2 separate regions of the Triticum aestivum genome follow, and region 2 is linked to region 1. The links are chromatin contacts, called in public Hi-C maps. All regions are on one chromosome and are shown on one strand. The core of a region is the stretch at or near the end of the contact, and the rest is flanking DNA. Distances in the headings are between cores, read along the strand shown. Region 1 has its middle 59 kb from the start of LOC123093071. Region 2 has its middle 12 kb from the start of LOC123093071.

Region 1 (4,355 bases), core at 1,775-4,274:
ATTAGTTCCTACACATCTTTTCACAAAACAAAAAAAACCTGCATATATTTGCCCCCTCCTAGTATTCACTCTGGCTCCGCCCTGGACCGGACTAGGATTTTCGGATGTTTGGACCGATCCAGGCCAATTGAGACGGCTGCATTGAAGCACTAAGGGCATGTACAATGGTGGCATATGGATACACTAGAACGTAAAGGCGCGCGTTGCTGCGCCCGTGCATTTTATTGGAAGGACAATATAAATGTATGAGAAAATCTGGACATCACAGAAAAGTGAAAAATGAACCGACTTCTATAAATAGTTGGGCAATATTGAAACTTCAGGTACAAGTCGCAAAACTGAGACAGGTGATAATGCCATCTAAGTCAGCACTGGAATGTCATTGTGCATTTGTTTTGTCTATGCATACCATTTGCTAAGGCATTTGAACACGTGGTCGATTATATCTGTGTGGTATCTGGTATGTGTCATTGTTTGTTGTAGCCTTGCAATGGCAGATGCTGTGTGGTAGAGGCTTTATTTTCTGAGAGGGGCTGCGTAGTAGAGGAATAAAAGTAACAAAGAATGATTCAGCCAAGCCATAGGTAGCCAAATTTTTTTTAGACAAAGGTAGGCGTAGCTGCAGCGCTACTTTTTATCACGAAATAGCTGTAGTGCCACGGATCGAAAGTGTGGTCGGTCTCATGAAAAAAAAATTACCACATCGCCTCATGGCCCACTGCAGCCCGGAGCATCAGAAGGCAGCAAAATAAGTCTGCGGAGCAGCGGCCCTTTTGACGTTGGTTTGACTTCGGCCGGCTTTAGCGAGCGAACGAGGCGCAAAGGAAAACAGGGTGAGGTTGGAATGATCTGATTCGTTTATAGGCTGAATCGAACGGTTTAGGATCTCAAATCGCTGTGGACTGCAGCCCGGAGCATCAGAAGGCACCAAAATAAGTCTGCAAAGCAGCGGCCCTTTTGACGTTGGTTCGACTTCGGCCGGCTTTAGCGAGCGAACGAGGCGCAAAAGAAAACAGGGTGAGGTTGGGATGATCTGATTCGTTTATACGCTGAATCGAACGGTTTAGGATCTCAAATCGCTGTGGACTGCAGCCCGGAGCATCAGAAGGCACCAAAATAAGTCTGCGGAGCAGCGGCCCTTTTGACGTTGGTTCGACTTCGGCCGGCTTTAGCGAGCGAACGAGGCGCAAAGGAAAACAGGGTGAGGTTGGAATGATCTGATTCGTTTATACGCTGAATCGAACGGTTTAGGATCTCAAATCGCTGTGGACTGCAGCCCGGAGCATCAGAAGGCACCAAAATAAGTCTGCAGAGCAGCGGCCCTTTTGACGTTGGTTCGACTTCGGCCGGCTTTAGCGAGCAAACGAGGCGCAAAAGAAAACAGGGTGAGGTTGGAATGATCTGATTCGTTTATACGCTGAATCGAACGGTTTAGGATCTCTAATCGCTGTGAACTGCAGCCCGGAGCATCAGAAGGCACCAAAATAAGTCTGCGGAGCAGCGGCCCTTTTGACGTTGGTTCGACTTCGGCCGGCTTTAGCGAGCGAACAAGGCGCAAAGGAAAACAGGGTGAGGTTGGAATGATCTGATTCGTTTATACGCTGAATCGAACGGTTTAGGATCTCAAATCGCTGTGGAGGCTCGTAACTAGCCCCATTATACTGTTTAGTAATATGCTCCATGACAAAAGTAATTTGAGGCATTTGCATTTATTTTTTTCTCCCCAATGCAAGCTACCACTAGTGGGCCTCATTAAGAAACAGAAAATAAAGACTTTAGTACACATGCATCTCTACTTTTCAGTTCAACCTTTTCAGCTTTTGTCACCGGACCACACTTTTTCTCTTCAAGCACCCGTCTCCTGGAGAGGATCCCGCTTCCCTATCCAAACCTACTTTACGTCATATCCGATTATACATGGCATGTGAGGCATCACCTTGAGGCTATGCATTGTACATGCCCTAAAAGTGTCCACACCATCCTGTTCGAACATTTGGAGGAGAACGATGCTGGTAAGTCCATCTCTCCGTATCTATGAACACAGATCTACTCTGTCATGAGATCTTTAGCTATCCATATGTCCTCATGCATATATGCATTGTTATCCCCTGATTGGTTTTTCATTCATTCCTTCTTTTTCCTTCTTTCTGCTGAAAATGATATGTTTCACCCATTTGCAATATTCCCAACGATCAAACTATGTGTAGCTTTCAGTAGAAATGTAGATAAAAAGTTTGTGGGGCCCGAGTATATATGGTGTGTATGTGGAACAGCGAGCATGCATTGCGCATGTTGGCGCCGGGAGGGATCTCTATATCTCCATGGGATCTTTCTTTTCTTTCTTTCCCGTCAACTTATTCGGTCGGCACGCCGTGTGGTTGCAGGTGTGTAAATCCTCCAAAAGCTTGCAGTGTATATGTTCTCCGTCCAATCATCCGTAACGGGTAAGATCCCGATCGGCCGTGAGAATGACTGAAGCATTTGTATTCTTCCAAGTTATGTGTACGTGTTGATTCGCCCTTGTAAGTTGTGTTTTGATTTAAGAGTATTTCTTTCTTTCTTTTTTTGAGGGTTAGTATTTATTTATTTCAGTACATTGAGATTCCCTCTGTCATGCTCAAGCTTCGAAAATCGAAACAAAGAAAAACTGAGACAAGAGAAAAAAACTATATGAAATATTTGATTAAAAAGGCAAAAAATGTTTTTTCTGCTATGGAAAGAGGATGTAGATTCTGTAGAATTTTATTCTTTTTCCCACTTGCGCAACCCGGCCAATGTCTGCACTCTGCATTTGCATTCTTGTCGGTTTTGTTGGTGCTGTTGTGTGGAAGGTGAGCGTCTTCTCGTTGGGGTTTTGGAAGGTAGCTCAGCCCGGAAAGGGAGCGTCAGCAAGACAGCAAGCCGGAGACGGCCACATCGTCATCGACGTGCCACGGCCGGCGATCGAGAGGGATCACAGCCTGGACGATCGACCGCCCACTGGACCGGGGCTTGCTAGCGACTACCACCTCGATTTCTAGCGACGAGCTCCCGTTCATCGACGGCGACGCGCCCCCTGGGCTTCACGTGGGCTCCGACCGGGACACACCATCCAGAAGAAGCTCTTGTCATCCGTTAGCGTCAACGTTCAGTGCGGCGATGGCTTTTGTCAGCGTACAATGGATCTTGCACTACATGTTGGAAGTTGGAGACCTGCTTGATAGCTTCGCATAGTATGGCTTAGCACGGTTTCATGCACGGGAAATATCCTTTGGTTCAGCGTCCTGTAGCTCACGCTCGACCTGATTTTGACCTTGATCCTATTTGTCTCCTCGGCCCTATCTTTACTCGTGTTTGAAAAAAATATCATCGAGACTTTATAAAAAGAAAATCAACTTAACTAGCACGCGACCTTTTTTTTTTGAGGGGAAATCATGCCGCTTTATTTAACCAAAGCTAGGAATCTCATCTGAAACTACATCTAAAATAAAGTCTAGTGGCGAACCCACCCAGATCTCCGAACGGTTCTCCCCTACCCCTACTTTCGCTAGCTTATGAGCGGCTACATTCCCAGAACGACGAACCCATAACACGTTGGCCTCCTCCATAAAACGAAGCAACGCCTTTGTCTCCTCCACCCAAGGACCTACCGCAGACAAGTTCCTCTCTGGATTGTTGAGCATCCGGACAAGGGCCAGGCAATCCAGCTCAACATGCACCCATCGTAAATTTAGATCATTCGCCATTCGAACAGCTCTTCTGCACGCCAACACTTCCACCATCTCAAGATCAGCAGTATTTGGGAAGAAGTGGCACAACCCGACTCGGAACGCCGCTTGGTGATCACGAAGGACCGCCCCACCTCCTCCTTTCTCCCCGTGCCTGGACACCGCACCATCGGAGTTGATCTTTACCCATCCAGCAGTAGGGGGTTCCCATCGCTGGATAGTCTTTGGCTCCGGTTGTGGCACCCTCGTCTCATGAGACGCTCTCCATTCTGCAACTTGCACTTACATTGTACCTAATTTCATATGGTTGTGCTATTTTCCTCCCATTTCTTGCCTCGTTTCTTGCCAGCCAGAGGCTATATGCCGCTTGGAGCTTCAACTCCTTCTCGTCGCCTGTCGCCCGAGCAAACTAGTCAAGTAACCAAGAGGCTAGGGCTCGCTGAGTCTAAATGTGTCGTGGTGGCTCCTCTAGTGTCATACCCGCATGTGCCCTCAACTGCTCCTAGAACAAGACTGAATGTTGGCAACCCCAAAATCTATGCATCATAGACTCTTCCCGGGCACACACAGCACGCGACTTGGAATATTTGGGCTTGGCCCAATAAATAAATCCAAATAAATCTTATAGTACGCCCATAAATAAGTGGT
Region 2 (4,129 bases), core at 1,088-3,587, 47 kb before region 1:
AGGAAGGATCAGTGTGGACACAGACTACTAAGAACGTAGCAGGATCCCAGACCACTCGAGGAAAGTGCCACATAGTTGACTCGCATGGCCACGGGTACCTCCGTCTGTACATTTCGTCGGGGTGTGCTTAGGATAACCAAGTTGGCTTTGGATTAGCAAGCAGGTCGTCGTGGTCACCATCAGTCGAGGGCCGGGCCACGAGAGAGAGAGAATATGTGAGAGGTGATAGGAGGGGGGATAAGGGGAACCATGGAAGGTGTGCTGCGCGCGGTACAAGATCAACATGGTGGGGCACGCCACGGAATGGAATTAGGTGGATGCGGCAACAAGATAGCCGATCGGGGCTGAGAGGGACCAAAGCCAAAAGCTACCAGCCACACCCGCACGCACGCACGCGCACACGCACACCGCGGTGGCCACTATCATTGGATTGGATAAAAAGTCTCTCTGGACTAGGCCACAGGGCTGAATCAGATTCCCACGATCGCGTGTTATCCATCCGTCACCTCACATCGCCTCTCCGCCCATGACTCGACGCTCCGAGCCTCATCCACATCTCGTCTCCGTGTGCAGTGTGCGTGCACCACGCCGTGCCTCCCCTCCCGGCCTCCCCTGATGGTTCTGCCTCAAGGTTCGTTTGACGGTAAAATCTTTGCGGCGCTGTTTGTGATGTAAACGCATGCTTTACACCTCTTCGTAACGGGGACGTGAGAGGTTGTATGTATTCTGCATTAGCATGGAATTATTTGCCAACTACTCTTGATTGATTGATTGATTGATTGATTTAGTGTCCTCCACACATGAACCTGATCACCCATTTTTCCGATGTGTATGTACCGTGACCCGCAAAAAAAGAGGTGCGTATGTACCGTGCATAATAATAGTTGAAATTGCACCACTGTCAATGATTCGATTGCATACATGCATGTTAACTGTTCTGGGTGCTGGCGACCTGGTGCTGGTGTTGCGTGGATAGCGAGTTTGTCGGCGGCGGTCCCGCATTTTTGCAACGTTCGTGGCCTGTGGGGGCGGTCATCTCGTGTAGCAAGGGCTACAAGGCCCCCGAGCCATGCAGCGTTGCGATCGAGCGGGGGATCTCCAAGTGGCGGCTCCGTAGCTGACAGTATGTGTTGGTTGCCATCGTGCTCTAGGGTCGTGTGGCCAACGAGGTCTCCTTGCTTGTGTGGGTTTTGGGCCTTGTTTTCCTCATAAAAGGGGCAGTCATGGTTTTTGATCCGTTATAAATTGGATCAATTATCTTCTTCTTGATGCATTACCAGAGCTCCTAGCACTTGTCGGTTAGATGTAGAAGTTTGAAGGCATACTTTTAACTTTCTCTTGTTCATTTGTAAATCATTATAACTAAAAAAAAAGCACATGTATCTATGCATAGGATAATGCATGGTTGAAGTCTCTCATCCAGTGAACACTAGAGGCCAACAGGTTGCAGGGAAATAGAATCAAACCTGGGGTAATGAAAGTGCAAGGTTTCCCACTAAACATAGAGATCAGGTTAGTTGTCAACCCTGAACCCACCAAGTTGACTCAAGTATTTCCATGGACCTCCCATCCCAATCTCTCAGCATTTCCATCCCCATCGAGCCGATTTTCCCTTTTCTCCATCAAGATATGGTGTTTGATTTGTGAGTTCGAGGTTTGTCCTCTGGCCATCATGAGGTTCAGCTCCAATCAACATCCTTGATATACATACATGCGATGGGATTGGGATGCAGTGCAAAAAGGAGGGCTAGGGCCTCCTCTTGGCTTATCTCTCCTTTGGTTGCCTTGCTTGCTGCTGACTTTTTTGGCACCTACGAGTTGCAAGCAAAGAAGCAGTGTGCCTCCAGTTAGCATTGGACCACGTGTGCCAAAGCATTGTCACTCTGACTCACCAGGCATCCTTTCCCTTCGCCCACCCACCAACCACAGAGCTCCAGCGCGAAAAGGATGCTAAAAAGCAGCCCGGCCGTGTAGCGTGTTGCATGCACGATCCGTTCCGTCCAGTGCGTCCGGATTATTACGATCCTGGAGTACTTGCATGGCATTGCTGTGCTGGGATCAACCGACGTCACCGGTTTGCCTCGGATTTCGTCATCGAACACGTCAATTACAATTCGATTTTACAGGCGATATAAACTGTCTGGAGGGTTTTTTTTTCCTTCCATTTTTGCATCTAGAGGAAAGTAATTTTTTTCGAAAAGATTTAGAGGAAAGTAGAAACCATATCGGTATGTCGAGTCTCTTGTCGAGCGAAAAGCCGGTGTAGCACCATCGATCGGCGAGGGAGGAAACGTGTGGTACAGCGCTAGTCGCACAAATGGCAACGTGCTGCCATCGTCCACTAGCCAACACACACTGTGTGTGTCCATCTCCCAGTCCACTTATAATTGGGCGCCGTAGCCATCCTTATCCCATCGATTCTCCTTGTCCTGGGACGGATGGGCAGTTCGGAATTCGCGATCCGCCGGATCTGAGTGCAGGAGATGGCCCGCACCGAGACGACGCACGTAGGAGTACGATCGAGGTCCCCCTCTCTACCGCCGCTCGGGACCGACCTTGCCTTGGCACTTGGCAGCACGGGCACGGCGGAGCACATGGTAAATTGACATGGAACGTGAATATTCAATTCCGAGTTCAGGCTGATCTACATCCGATGAATAAAATACTCCATCCGTCCACGGTCAAAAACACTCTTATATTTAAGGGTTAGAGACTCTTATATTCAAGGGTTAGAGACGGAAGGAGTAACAGTTTTGCTAAAACAAATCTAGATATGCTCTAGGTATTGCACATCTAAATCTTATGTCACTGATTTTAGGCTAAGATTCGTGCGAGTATTTTTTTTTCTTTCTAATTTGATTTAGTCAGTTAGATATGCAGTAGCTACAACACATTTAGATATGCCCTAAACAAACCAAAAAATACTAAAAATCATGAAACGATGCTATTGCCTATTGTTAGGGTATCTCCGACGCATACGCTTAAACTGTCCGCAATCGTTTGGACCGCGTAGTTTGGATGTGTTATCCCATCCAACGCTGTCCTGAATCGGTCCGCTCGGTGGTTCGACGCAACTTTTTCGGCAAACCGGAAATAAAACGGGGGAGCTTTGCGGGCGTACGGACTACTGCCTCACCCGCGCCTGACTAACCTGGCCCACCCAAAACCCTCCTCCCTCGCTCGCATGCTTTCTCGCCAGGCGCCAGCTGCCCGGGTTTATGCCGCTGTAGAGCGGCCGCTCCGCATTGGCGCCCGCTCAGAGCGGACACGACCTCTCACAGACGTCAGCATTGAAGCGGCACGCCAGTCGAGAACGCCACCGACAACGTCACGTCCCTGGTGTCCGCGCCTATTCAGCGCCGAAGAGACGTTTACTGGATAGGGCGGGACGGTTATCTACCACCCCGTTCAATGCCCGTCCATCTGTATACCGCCATTAAGAAAGCTCGCCGATCGAGGAACCAACTCCGGTGCCACGCATTGACGCACCCGAACGCTTGGCTTCAGCAGAATCCGCTATTTAAAGGCTGCCATACCTGGCTAACTCCACACCACAACACATCCGCTCCACATCCTTCTCCCCTGCACCACATCTGCCATGACCGCAAGATCTAGCGCTGTGTGGGAGAGCATGTCCTCGGAGCAGAAGCACGAGGTGGACGCCTTTGCAGCCAACTGGCAGACCCGCCGTGCCTGGCGGATCGAGCACGGCATGCCGACCAGCTCGCCCGAGGTCTTCGACGACGACCCTACGATGGCGACGGGTTCCGACGATGACTCCGTGTGGACCCTGCACCTGTGCATGCCGACTTGACCATGGAGTAGGCGCAGATGCACTTCGACACCGCCATCCCAGAGGAGGAGCAGCCTGCGTTGCGTCTACGTTGGCATTCCTGCAGGCGCTGTAGGATCAGCGGTACAACCTGTTACTCCCCGAGCAGCACCGGTCGGCGAAGGGCCAAATCACGGTGAGCGCGCAAGTGAGGACACTGGGCCCGCCATGGTCACAACGAACGCGAACTTTGTCGTCGAGCAGTTGGTGCTCTACGAGGCCGGGCTTGCTCAAGTCTCCGCTCGCAACGCATAGGAAGCAAAACCAGACGCAGTCACACACGCGCCGGCGTTGTGG

What was found. Hi-C and Micro-C count contacts between places; a contact is called where the count stands out from the background.
Region 2: a Hi-C map of leaf shows a contact between it and region 1, with 5 times the contacts expected there. The contact joins two enhancer-like sites. A contact is called at or near these places in 2 of 5 Hi-C or Micro-C datasets (both in leaf).

Annotation. Positions count from the first base shown.
Region 1 is chr4B:524,024,535-524,028,889 of IWGSC CS RefSeq v2.1, reverse strand. No RefSeq gene overlaps it. Among protein-coding and RNA genes, the nearest start is that of LOC123093071, 59 kb to the left of the region's middle. Within about 2 kb of position 3,024, at least 2 of the 8 cell types and tissues checked have an H3K27ac peak or open chromatin away from gene starts, as enhancers often do. A contact at or near this core is called in leaf, where this site is marked.
Region 2 is chr4B:524,071,054-524,075,182 of IWGSC CS RefSeq v2.1, reverse strand. No RefSeq gene overlaps it. Among protein-coding and RNA genes, the nearest start is that of LOC123093071, 12 kb to the left of the region's middle. Within about 2 kb of position 2,337, at least 2 of the 8 cell types and tissues checked have an H3K27ac peak or open chromatin away from gene starts, as enhancers often do. A contact at or near this core is called in leaf, where this site is marked.